Linked DNA regions of Oryctolagus cuniculus: region 2 is linked to region 1. A link is a contact called in public Micro-C data. All regions are on one chromosome and are shown on one strand. Each heading gives the region's core, a stretch centred on a gene start, on an enhancer-like site or on the middle of the called end of the contact. The rest is flanking DNA. Distances are from core to core; before and after follow the strand shown.

What was found. A called contact is a pair of places that touch in the nucleus more often than the background predicts.
Region 2: a contact with region 1 is called in a Micro-C map of ear pinna, with 2.1 times the contacts expected there. The contact joins the enhancer-like site here to the promoter of SMAD6 in region 1. A contact is called at or near these places in 2 of 6 Hi-C or Micro-C datasets (ear pinna and skin fibroblasts).

What each region holds. Positions count from the first base shown.
Region 1 is chr12:89,571,796-89,577,130 of mOryCun1.1, forward strand. It overlaps SMAD6 (SMAD family member 6), which reads left to right and starts at 1,694. Exons shown (of 3, transcript XM_051822328.2): 1 at 1,694-4,443. The coding sequence starts at 3,627.
Region 2 is chr12:89,609,086-89,614,101 of mOryCun1.1, forward strand. The region is part of intron 2 of SMAD6 (SMAD family member 6); the gene reads left to right. Among named protein-coding and RNA genes, the nearest start is that of SMAD6, 38 kb to the left of the region's middle. Within about 2 kb of position 3,091, at least 3 of the 8 cell types and tissues checked have an H3K27ac peak or open chromatin away from gene starts, as enhancers often do. A contact at or near this core is called in ear pinna, where this site is marked.

The sequences.
Region 1 (5,335 bases), core at 444-2,943:
CGCCTGCACCCTCTAGTGGCCACACGCGCGCCAGGCCTGGGGCTGGAGGAGCCCTAGGAATCCAAGGTCCTAGACCGGTCACCGCCCTCCCCTTCCTGTCACTACCACAGTCCACCTTAGACGCTGACTGTGGGTCCTCCATTTTGGCAATCACTTCCAGGGCAATTCTGACAGATGAGAGCCCGGAAACCTCCAGATCCGACACGGGTACGGTCGGCACTGAACGTGGGCTTACGCAGAGTCTGGGCTCAGGGCTCCCCAGGCAGGGAGCGAGGGCTCAGGGCCCAAAGTACGCAAGTTGCTGCCCAGGGAAGAAGGCATTTCTCCTGGGAGCCGGAGCACCGGCCAAGCATCCGGGAACTCAGGGCTGCAGGGCTGCAAGAGGGGCCAAATGGAGCCACCGCTCACGTATCTGCCCCAGGGGTGTGCACAGCCCTGCCGACCTGCAGGCAACACCCCTTCTCCACACTATCCCCTTTCCTCTGCTTCCCAGCACACACCTGCCCCAGCCAAACTGGCTGCATCAAATCCCCCTCGGCCACTAATTACAAGCTGTGCAAGTCTTTGTGGCTTAGTGTCCTTATCTATAAAAGAGTGGTAACAACCACACCTCCTGACAAGTGCTGTGATGTGGAGTCTCTCCGGGCCTCGCCCGAAACACGTGGATTGAAAATCCTGCAACAGGGACCCCCCCCCCCCCCCAGCGACTTCCTGAGGTTAGGGATGCACACGCTGGCTGGAGGTTTTTAGCAGGTTAGCACTCTCCATAGGTCCCTGCACGGGCTCTCCATTTGCGATGAGGGGTAACGTTGCATATCAAGGTCGTCGTGAGAATTAAATGATTAAGTTTCGGGAACGCGGTGGAACACACTGCTATTGCACTCCACAGCCAAACCAGTAAGTGCCCTCCTAGAAGGGAATTCTTCATCCTGACCTCCCCTTGGTTTTTACGATGCATGAATTTCCCGTAGCGGGCAGTGACTGAGGGACCCCGGGACGGGTTTCCGGGGGTGCGGGTCACGCAGCCTTGGGGGTGCTGTGACGTAGGTGTGTTTGCAGAGTCAGCCTGCAGCTCACTTGCGGCGTGAGCACGTGACAAGCACCATGTCCCCGCGTCTTCAGGGCTCTGTGAAAGCACTCCGAGCAGGCCTCTGCATCCGCGTTTCCAAAGAAACTGAGGCTAGGACAGCTGCTTCCACTCGACCAGAGAGGCAGGGGACGGTGGGGACGTTTGTCGGTGCGGTATCGCATCAGGGGAGAGCCCCTGTCTCCCCCAGGGCGCGCGGCGCCAACAGTACCTGGCTTCAGGTACTGCAAATGGTTCTGGGTTCTTCCTGCAAAGCTCGCCCTTCCCCCAGCGCCCAGACAGACTCTGGGCTGGGGGGCTAGCTCGGCCGCACAAGCACCGCGCCAGCCCCCAGCGTGCGCGCCCGGGGGAGACCCGCGCCCCCGCGGGGGAAGGGCGCCCAGCCCCGGGCCAATGGGAGTAGCGGAATTTCTTTCATTCAGCGCGGGGCCCGGCTCCTGCCCGGAAAGGGGCGGGGCGCCGCGCCGGGGGCGGGGCCGCCGTGCGCCGGGAGGGGCGGGGCCGGCCCCGCGGCCCGGCCAATCGGCGCCTCGCCCGGGAGGGGGAGGGGGGACCAGGCCTTTTTTCCCCTCCGCGCGGGACCAATCCCGACTTTACAAGCTTGAACTTTTGCCACCCTCGGACGAGCGAGCGCGCCCGAGGAGGTACCCCGCCGCGCCGGCTCCAGGGGCAGGAGCGGCCTTAACCCTTCCCGCGCCGGGCGGCCGCCGCGCCCCCGCCCACGGACCGCCCCGCACTCTCGTGGGGGCATCCTCGCCGGGGAAAGCACGACCCCAGGCCCCCAGCCCTCAACGCCTGGCAGATCCAATTGGCCAGGAAAAGGGGGGAGGTGGAAGCACCCGGCCTGGAGGGGGTCCGGGGACTACAGGCGGCTCCCCTCGCTCCTAGGCTGGGCCGAGAGGAGCCGGCGAGGAGGCACCGCTCGCCTCGACCCCCACCTCCTTCAACTAACCAGCTCGGGCCGTCCCGGAGCCCCCTGCCCCGCCAGTGCAGTCTCTCCCGCCCGCCCCCTCCCCCTCAGCTGGCTCAGCCGAGAGACCCCGACTCTGCACAGGGGGCCCGTCCTGCAAGACCTTGCTCCCCACCGTCTCAGCGGTCCCATGCTCCCCAGAGACGCGAGGCGGGCAGGCACTCAAGCACATCCGTGCCCGCCCCGGCAACGGGGGCTTAGACCCACTCTGAAGGGCAAGGCGTATCTGCGAGTGGGTGCTCGAGGCGGGGGGCGCCGTGCGCGCCCGAGTGGCGGGGGGCTCGCCAGCGCCGCGTCCCGTCGTCACCGCGTGTACGCGGAAAGCGCGCGTGTGCCCGCTCGCATCCGTGCCCGGGGCGCGACGCGACGCGAGCCACCGAGAGCGGGCCTCGGGCGCTGTCAGGCCCGGGGCGGGCGCGGGGCGGGGGCCGGGGCTCGGCCCGCCCCGGGAGCCGGCCCCTGCGCGCCTCGGGCCCTGCAATGGGACGTGTTCTCCTTTAAGAGTTAAGAAACTTGAAACCTTGTTTGCGCAACAATCAGCGCCGCGGAGCCGCCAAAGTGTCTAGACTGGCATATGATGGGAGGCAGCCAATGACTCCGCGGCGCTCCTCCGGGGGCCCTCAGTGTGCGTTTGAGGAGAACAAAAAAGAGAGCGAGCCGAGCGGGGGAGCGAGCGAGGGCGCCGCGCCGAGAGCCCGAGCCGCCGGGCGCTGCCGCGCCAGCCCTCGCGGGGACCGCGGGGCCACCGGGAGGCACTTTGGCGGAGGGGGGAGGCGGGCGACCTCGGCCGCCGCGGCGCCCGGCGCGTCCGAGCGCGGCGCGGGGCGGGCTGCGACCTCGGCCTCGGCGGACTGCACTTTTCATTAAGGATCCCCGGCAGCTCTTTGGGAATTTTTGCAGCTTCCACTCAATGTGTTGACACCCGCGTCCGGGAGGACTCGCTCCAAGTGCATCTAGCGCCGGGGACCTGAGACGGAGTTGGCCTTCCGTGCACGCAAATCCAGGGACTGGGGGTTTTGTTTTGGGATCGCTTCTCCCTCTCCTTCCTTCCTTTTTTTCCCCCCTCCCCGCCCCCCCCTCCCCTTTTATTTTGCAGGGAGTTAAGAAGGGAGCTGAGGGTATCTACAAGCCTGCCTTTCGGACCTGGCAGGAAGAGCCCATGTAGTGGAGCGCTTGAGTTTTTTTAAAAGCAGGGCTTCCCAGACACACTCGGGGTCCGGCGCGAGCGCTTTGTGCCCATGGACCAGCCGCGCGTCTCCTGAAGGCTCGCCGGCCCCTCGCGGGGTCGTCGCCGCCGCGGCGCGCCGCCTGCAGCCCCCCGGAGCGCGGGCGCTGGAGTGGCCGAGCGGCGCGGCCCCCGGCCCCGCGCGTGCTCTCGGCCCGCCCGCCTCGGCGAGCTCCCTCATGTTGCAACCCTGCGGCGCCCCTTCGACGACGGGCTGTGCGCGGTCTGCACGGCGCTCCGCGGCGGAGCTTCATGTGGGGCTGCGGCCCGCGCCTCGCTGAGGGAACGGACCCCTGGTAACCGGAGACCGCCTCCCCTCCACCCCCGGCGCCAAAGGATATCGTATGTTCAGGTCCAAACGCTCGGGGCTGGTGCGGCGACTTTGGCGAAGTCGTGTGGTCCCCGACCGGGAGGAAGGCGGCGGCGGCGGCGGCGGCGGCGGCGACGAGGATGGGGGCTTTGGCAGCCGAGCTGAGCCGGCCCCGCGGGCACGAGAGGGCGGAGGCTGCGGCCGCCCCGAAGTCCGCCCGGTAGCCCCGCGGCGGCCCCGGGACGCGGTGGGACAGCGAGGCGCCCAGAGCGCGGGCAGGCGCCGGCGCGCAGGGGGCCCCCAGAGGCCCGTGTCGGAGCCGGGGGCCGGCGCTGGGGGCTCCCTGCTGGACGTGGCGGAGCCGGGCGGCCCGGGCTGGCTGCCCGAGAGCGACTGCGAGACGGTGACCTGCTGTCTCTTCTCGGAGCGGGACGCCGCCGGCGCGCCGCGGGACGCCGGGGACCCCCTGGCCGGGGCGGCGCTGGAGCCGGCGGGCGGCGGGCGGAGCCGCGAAGCGCGCTCGCGGCTGCTGCTGCTCGAGCAGGAACTGAAGACGGTCACGTACTCGCTGCTGAAGCGGCTCAAGGAGCGCTCGCTGGACACGCTGCTGGAGGCGGTGGAGTCCCGCGGCGGCGTGCCGGGCGGCTGCGTGCTGGTGCCGCGCGCCGACCTCCGCCTGGGCGGCCAGCCCGCGCCGCCGCAGCTGCTGCTCGGCCGCCTCTTCCGCTGGCCCGACCTGCAGCACGCCGTGGAGCTGAAGCCCCTGTGCGGCTGCCACAGCTTCGCCGCTGCCGCCGACGGCCCCACCGTGTGCTGCAACCCCTACCACTTCAGCCGGCTCTGCGGGCCAGGTGAGCGCGCCTCGCAACCCGCGCGGCCCCCTGTCCGCGTCTCCAGCGCCGTGGGCGTGGGCGGGCGGTTGGGGGTCCCCTGGCGCGCCCCTGCGGCGTTGGGCGCCCCGGGGGAGGAGGGCCGGGCGGTGGGTGTGCGAGCGCGCTCCAAGCAATGGCAACATAGTAGTCTTAAGGCTCGGGCAAACTTAGAAGGCACGCTTTGGGGGGGGGGGCGTTCTCCGTGCAGGCTCAGGGGTACATGGCGTAGGCTGCCACTTCACAGGTAGTGAAAGGGGAGGGCAGGCCGTTTCTCAGCCTTGGCATTTGGGCGCATAAACTGAGCCCACGTGATGTTCCTGCGAGTTGTGCAGCTGGGTGAGACACCCTGGCTGGAGTCAGAAGTGTGGTTGCAACGCCCTCCTTTAGTCTCTGGAGCAAGGCTCTTGGCGCGGCGAGCCCCCTCTCACTGCCGACACCCCGTGGGTGTCCATTGCCAGGGCCCTCCATCATCATCTCCAGTTTGTGTGCTGAGCTTTTCCAGAGAGCAAAGGCTCCTGCAGGCTTATGTGAGTAGGAAAGGAAGCCAGATATTGTATTACCCCTGAGAACAACCCCCTGCCCTTCTTTGTTCTCCTGGGATGTCCTGCGCACACCCCACCTGCAGCCTCGCTTCCCTGGGTCCTGGGTGCTGGAGCGAAGGTGAGGATAGGTGGAGTCCCTGGTTGGGCCAGGAGCTTGCAGTCCCCCTGCTCAGACCACTTTAGCCTTTAGGGGAGCACTTCAGGGGTGTGTGTGTGTGTGTATCCATTAGGTGGCACTGGGGGGTCTTGCAGAGGTGGGGCTGGCAGAGAGTGACAGGCGGCTGGGCCGGGGAGGGATCAGGATTCGTCCAGAGTGGCCTCCCTGGAGA
Region 2 (5,016 bases), core at 1,841-4,340, 39 kb after region 1:
CCTGCTTTCAGGGAAATGCTTTTTACATTTCATTAGTATCCTGCGAAAGCTTCCGGTCTGCTTCCCAGTTTCCCCCTGTGTAAAATGAGGGAGGGTCTGTAACATTCAGACCTAATAGTATGCAAAGACCAGGGTCCTGGGGTTGAGTTAGCAACTCCAGACGGGAACCATCATCTCCTACTGCGTGTGTCAAATGCAGGTTCTCAGGCCCAGAGCCTGACTGCAGTTGTGTGTGCTGGGGGTGGGGGTGGTAAATTTTTAAAGTGGAGATTAAATTCATGCAAAATCAGATTCACCGCTCCAGCAGTTCTTGACGTGTACGCAGTGTGGTGCTACCAGCGCTCGTGCCGAAGGCTACCTGTGCCCCTGGGGTCGCTGCAGGTGGGAGCCCCAGGGATGCCGACTCAGAGCCTTGGGAGCCTGGTGGCGTGGCTGCCCTCCCGGCTGGGGTCTCCTGCTGAGGGAAGCAGGTTTTCAGCGCCTTCAGGAAGTGAGAGGAGGAGGCGGGACTGCGGGAGAGGTTGCTGTTTGCCTAGGACTGTGCTGGGCATGACAGCCCTGCTCCCTCCCCTGACCTGCTTGCCCTCCCACCTGGGGTTGCTGAGCAGTCACTGACCTAGGCCCAGTGGCCCCTGGGTGGCAGCTGGAGCAGCTCCTGGCCGTGACACAGGTCCAGAGATGTCCCAGGGGCCTCTGTCAATGCCCTAGGCACCAGGGCCCAAGGCGCTGGTCCTTGTGACCCCACCCATGCCACGGCCTCTGCAGATTTTTCTTGGAGCCACTTGGGGTGCCTGGAAGCCTCACCTCCTAACGTACTGGCCTTTGAGGGGGTCACCGAGTCTGGGGTGGGGGATAAGTTGCTTTAGTTCCTGACTTGTCCGTAAAGGGGGGGCAGGCTCCTTCCCCCACTGTGCTCTCAGCTCCTTGCAGACCGCACGGGGGCTCCCCCCTGGTGGAGGGGGGGTCTTCGTTGGGACACTCCTCCTGGGGTGAGGCTTGCCCACTGATCCGTTTCTAGGGAAGGGGTGAGTGTCTGGCTCTTGGGCTCTCCCCGCCTGAGCCTGCCCGCAGCCCCCAGCCTCATCTCAGGAAGCCAGGTGGGTGGGTCACACTGGCCACCGTTCTGGCCCTGAAACCTGTGCCTGGAGTCCCGCATTCCAGAGTGGCTGCTGTGACACTTCCCCACGTGGGCCTCAGTGCCCATGTCTGTGTAATAACAGGTCCTTCCTGGCTCTGCACTCCGAGTCACCCCAGGGAAGACACGAAGGGACCAGACACGGCCACCAGCCAGAGACCCCACAGTGCCTTGTTCCCCGGGGGATTCTGAGAGTCCCAGCAGTTTGCAGTGGGAGAGCAGTGGGGTTGGTGGCTTGGGGTGGGGGTGGGGGTCGTGTTCTCCCAGGGTCTCCCTTCTGACCCCAATCTCAGCAGGCTGACTCGGGCTGTGTTCTCTTGGAGTGGTGGAGCTTGGACGGGTAGCAGCGGCCTCAGTTTCGGCGACTGTAAGATGGGTGTGTGTCTAGCTACCATCACTGATGAGAGAGGGGGGCTCCCAGAGACACGGAGCAGCAGCCGTAGAGGAGCCAGGCCCAAGGCTCAGCCAATAGTTCCTCTTTTATTTCCAAAAAAGAGACAGATGATTCATTCAGAACGTTTAGAGAACAAGAAAAACATGAAGGACGAGTGATGGTCCTTAACTCTACCATCCTGCAATAAAATAATCCTATTATTACTTTAGCTATTTGGAATATTAGTTTTTCTTGTCCTCGAGTGCACGGAAATGTGAGATAGATGACTCTGCCCAGGTGCAAGGGAGCGAGCCATACAAGCACACACGGAGGCGGGCAGTGCGCGTTGCGCTCGCGACACCCGTTGGGTGCCTGGATTCGAGTCCCAGCCCCGCTCCTGACTCCGGCTTCCCGCTAATGCGCACCTGGTGAGGCAGCAGGTGTGGCTCACAAAGATGACTCTGTGCCACCCACGGGGGAGACCTGGGTTGGGTGGTCAGCTCCCAGCCCCAGCCTGGCCTGGCTCTGGCTATCGTGGGCATTTGGGGAGTGAACTGGTGGATAGCTTGCTTGCTCGCTCTCTCTTTCTGCCTCTCAAAAAGAATTAAATAAATCAAGTAAACAGATTTCAAAAAGTGCCTATAGCTTCTTTCCTCCTAGCAGCGTTGAGAACATTTCCTCATTCGTCGAGTCCTCTGTGTGATGTGTGTGTGTGTGTGTGTGTGTGACGGCTGCTTAGTATTTCAGTTTGTGGCCCAAGCCGTATTTACTTAGCCGATCCCCGGGGCTGGCCGTTTAGGTCCTGGCTGGGATTTTTTTTTCCTTTAATTGTAAACACTGCCGCTTGGCGTGCATCCTCCAGCCGTCGTCTTTGTGGACTCTGCTGGTTATTTCCTCAGGTTAAATTCCTAGATCTGGGCCGGCTGGGTCAAAGGCCACGCACGTTGAAGGTCAGAGTGCCCTCCGGAAAGGCTGTATCCGTTTTCTGTCCCAGCAGCCGTGGAGGAGAGGGCCCGGATCCTGTAGCTCGCAGCCCTGCGCTATTTCCAAACCACGAGCCCAGAAAGAGTTGGAAAAAAAAAAAAAAACACCCAAAAAACAAAAACCACTGCTCTGGGAGCGACTTCCTGCCGCAGGAAGGGAGGCATTTGGTAAATAGGCCACTCCCAGGTTTTGAGTGACTGCTCAGGGCCTGGCCACTGGGAAACCTTACCGAAGATCCAGACTGGGTCTTCGTCCTGGGCTGGGCAGGTGACCAGCGTGAGGACAGCTGGCGAGTGTGTCCGGGAGCCTGGGAGGACCGAGGGACCTGGCTGCCTGGTCCAGCCATAGATGCCGATCATGGCCGCCTCGGAATAGCGCTTGAGTCGTGGTTGGCCCCCTCCCCCTAGGCCAGGGCCCTTGTCCATCAGCATCGCTGAGGAACATGGCCCTGTGGGAGAATGAAGCTGGGAAGCTGTGAACGGGGTGCTTCCAGACCCCAGCAAGAAAACGGGGGTGGGGGTAGGGACGGGGGACCACCCCTCTGGGAAGCTCTGCACGGGAGCCTGGGGTGGGACCTGCCTGCTTGCTGCCTCACTGAGCTGCCCTGGGAGCCCCCTGGTCAGGGTGGAGGCAGGGAGAGCCCCATGGGCCCTCCAAGGAGTCTGGTGGCACCCCCATCCCCTCCCCGGTATGAAAATCAGGTGACCAGGGCTCCCCAGCATGCCCCTGTTTTGAATGAGGTTGTAGATTGTTTATTTGAGAGGAGAGAGGCCCCAGCCGAACATCCTGCTTTTTTTAAAACCCAGAGCTCCAGCGCAGCCCTCCACTGGATACCCCACCCCCATGCCAATCCCATCCCTTCCCCCCCCATTAAAACAGTTCTCAGCTCCTCTCCCTAAACTCTCCCCCACTTTAAGGCAAGGGGGAAAAGGCCTGCTCCCCGAGGGGCACCTGTCCTTGGGCAGCACACTGTTCCCTGCGCTGGACTGGACTTGCTGTAAGGCCACCACAAAACACACCAAACACCGGAGTTAAGGGTTTATTGTCCAGTGGGAGAAGCCCCATGGGCTGGGGGGCGGGCGAGAGAGCAAGAGAGAGGAATCAGGAGAGAGAGAGCAAGTGTGCTGGAAACAGGTCCTGTGAAACCTTTGCTGGGGGGCAGGGAAGTAGGAAAGCGGTGGATCCCATTAGGGTCGGGGTGGAGCTGACACCTGTGGTTGGGCCATCTGGTCACCTGGCTTCCAGCAATGGTTGCGGCTAGAGCCTAGGATGGTGTTGGATGTAGAAGGCTGTGCCCTTTTACTAACACTTGCAGCCGTCTGAGTGCTGTGTCCATTTTGTGACACCAAGTGTGAGAAGCGCAACGCCACTTGCTCAGGGCGCTTGGCTCAGCAGCCACCTAGAGAGCCAGTCCCAGCCCAGGCTCTGCGACCCCGCCGTGGGCTATGTGGCCTTTGGCAAGCCCCATGTCCTCTCTGGCCTCAGCTTGCTTGCTCAGCCACCTAGTGGGTGGTGCTCCGTGCTGTCTGGGCTCTTTCCACCTCTGCTTCTCCTCCTCCAGTGAGGATCGCGTGGCACCAGGTTCAGAGGACCCTCGCTGGCCCTCTGCAGCCCCATGGCACCCCCACCCTCCCTTGCGCCCCACTTCCCGCAGCCAGAGTGGAGCCACAGACAAAGGCCCTGCTCGGGCGGAAGGTGCGCCAGTGGGATGTGTGCTGGTGCCTGGCTGGCGGGCCCTGGGCCCTGATAAGAAGCCGAGGCGCCCCGGGAACCAGCTGGAGGATGCTGGGGCCGGCGGGAGATAGAGCAGGCTGGCACCGGTCTCACCAGCCTCGGCCTGCCCCCTTCTGGGTCTCCCAGGTGAGAAAAGATTTTTGTGACAAATGCATGCCAGGCTTGGCGGGAGAACGGGGTGCAGGAGCCGTGCGACTTTGGTGACGCCTGTCCTGTTTAAGCATTCAGAAGTCACGGTGACCCACAGACTGCTCCAGCATGGGGACAGATCGTGGGAGGGGACGTGCCTGGTCCCTGGCAGTCAAAGGTCTCCCTCCCGGGCCAGCCAGCTCTCTGTCCCGCATCCATAAGGATCCTGACTCCAGCCTGTGGTTCCCGCAGCTGACGCGGAAGCTCCGCTTCCGCTCAGGGTTTGTGCTGGGGTGGGGTGGGGGTGGGGGTCCCTGGTGCTGCTGGAGCAGGGCTGGGGGGATGGGATCTGTGCAGACCTGCTTCTGGACAGCGTCTCCCTTGTTCGGGGAAGATGCCACTTCAGTACCTCATCGTCCATGGGGCTGAGCCGCCGACTGCCTGGGGTTTTCGTGTCTTTGTTGGACTGAGGCTTGGCTGCTTCCGGCTGTGGCTGATCGATGCCCTTGGGGGGTGCGATGGTTACAGTGCTCAGGCGCCTGTCTTGGGTGAGGTTGTGTTGGATGTGGTTACAGCGACCCACTGTACAGTGGGTCCAGCAGTGGGTCACTGTACCGTGAGTCCAACAGCCCTCCCTGTCCCCTCCGTGTGTGGATTTGCA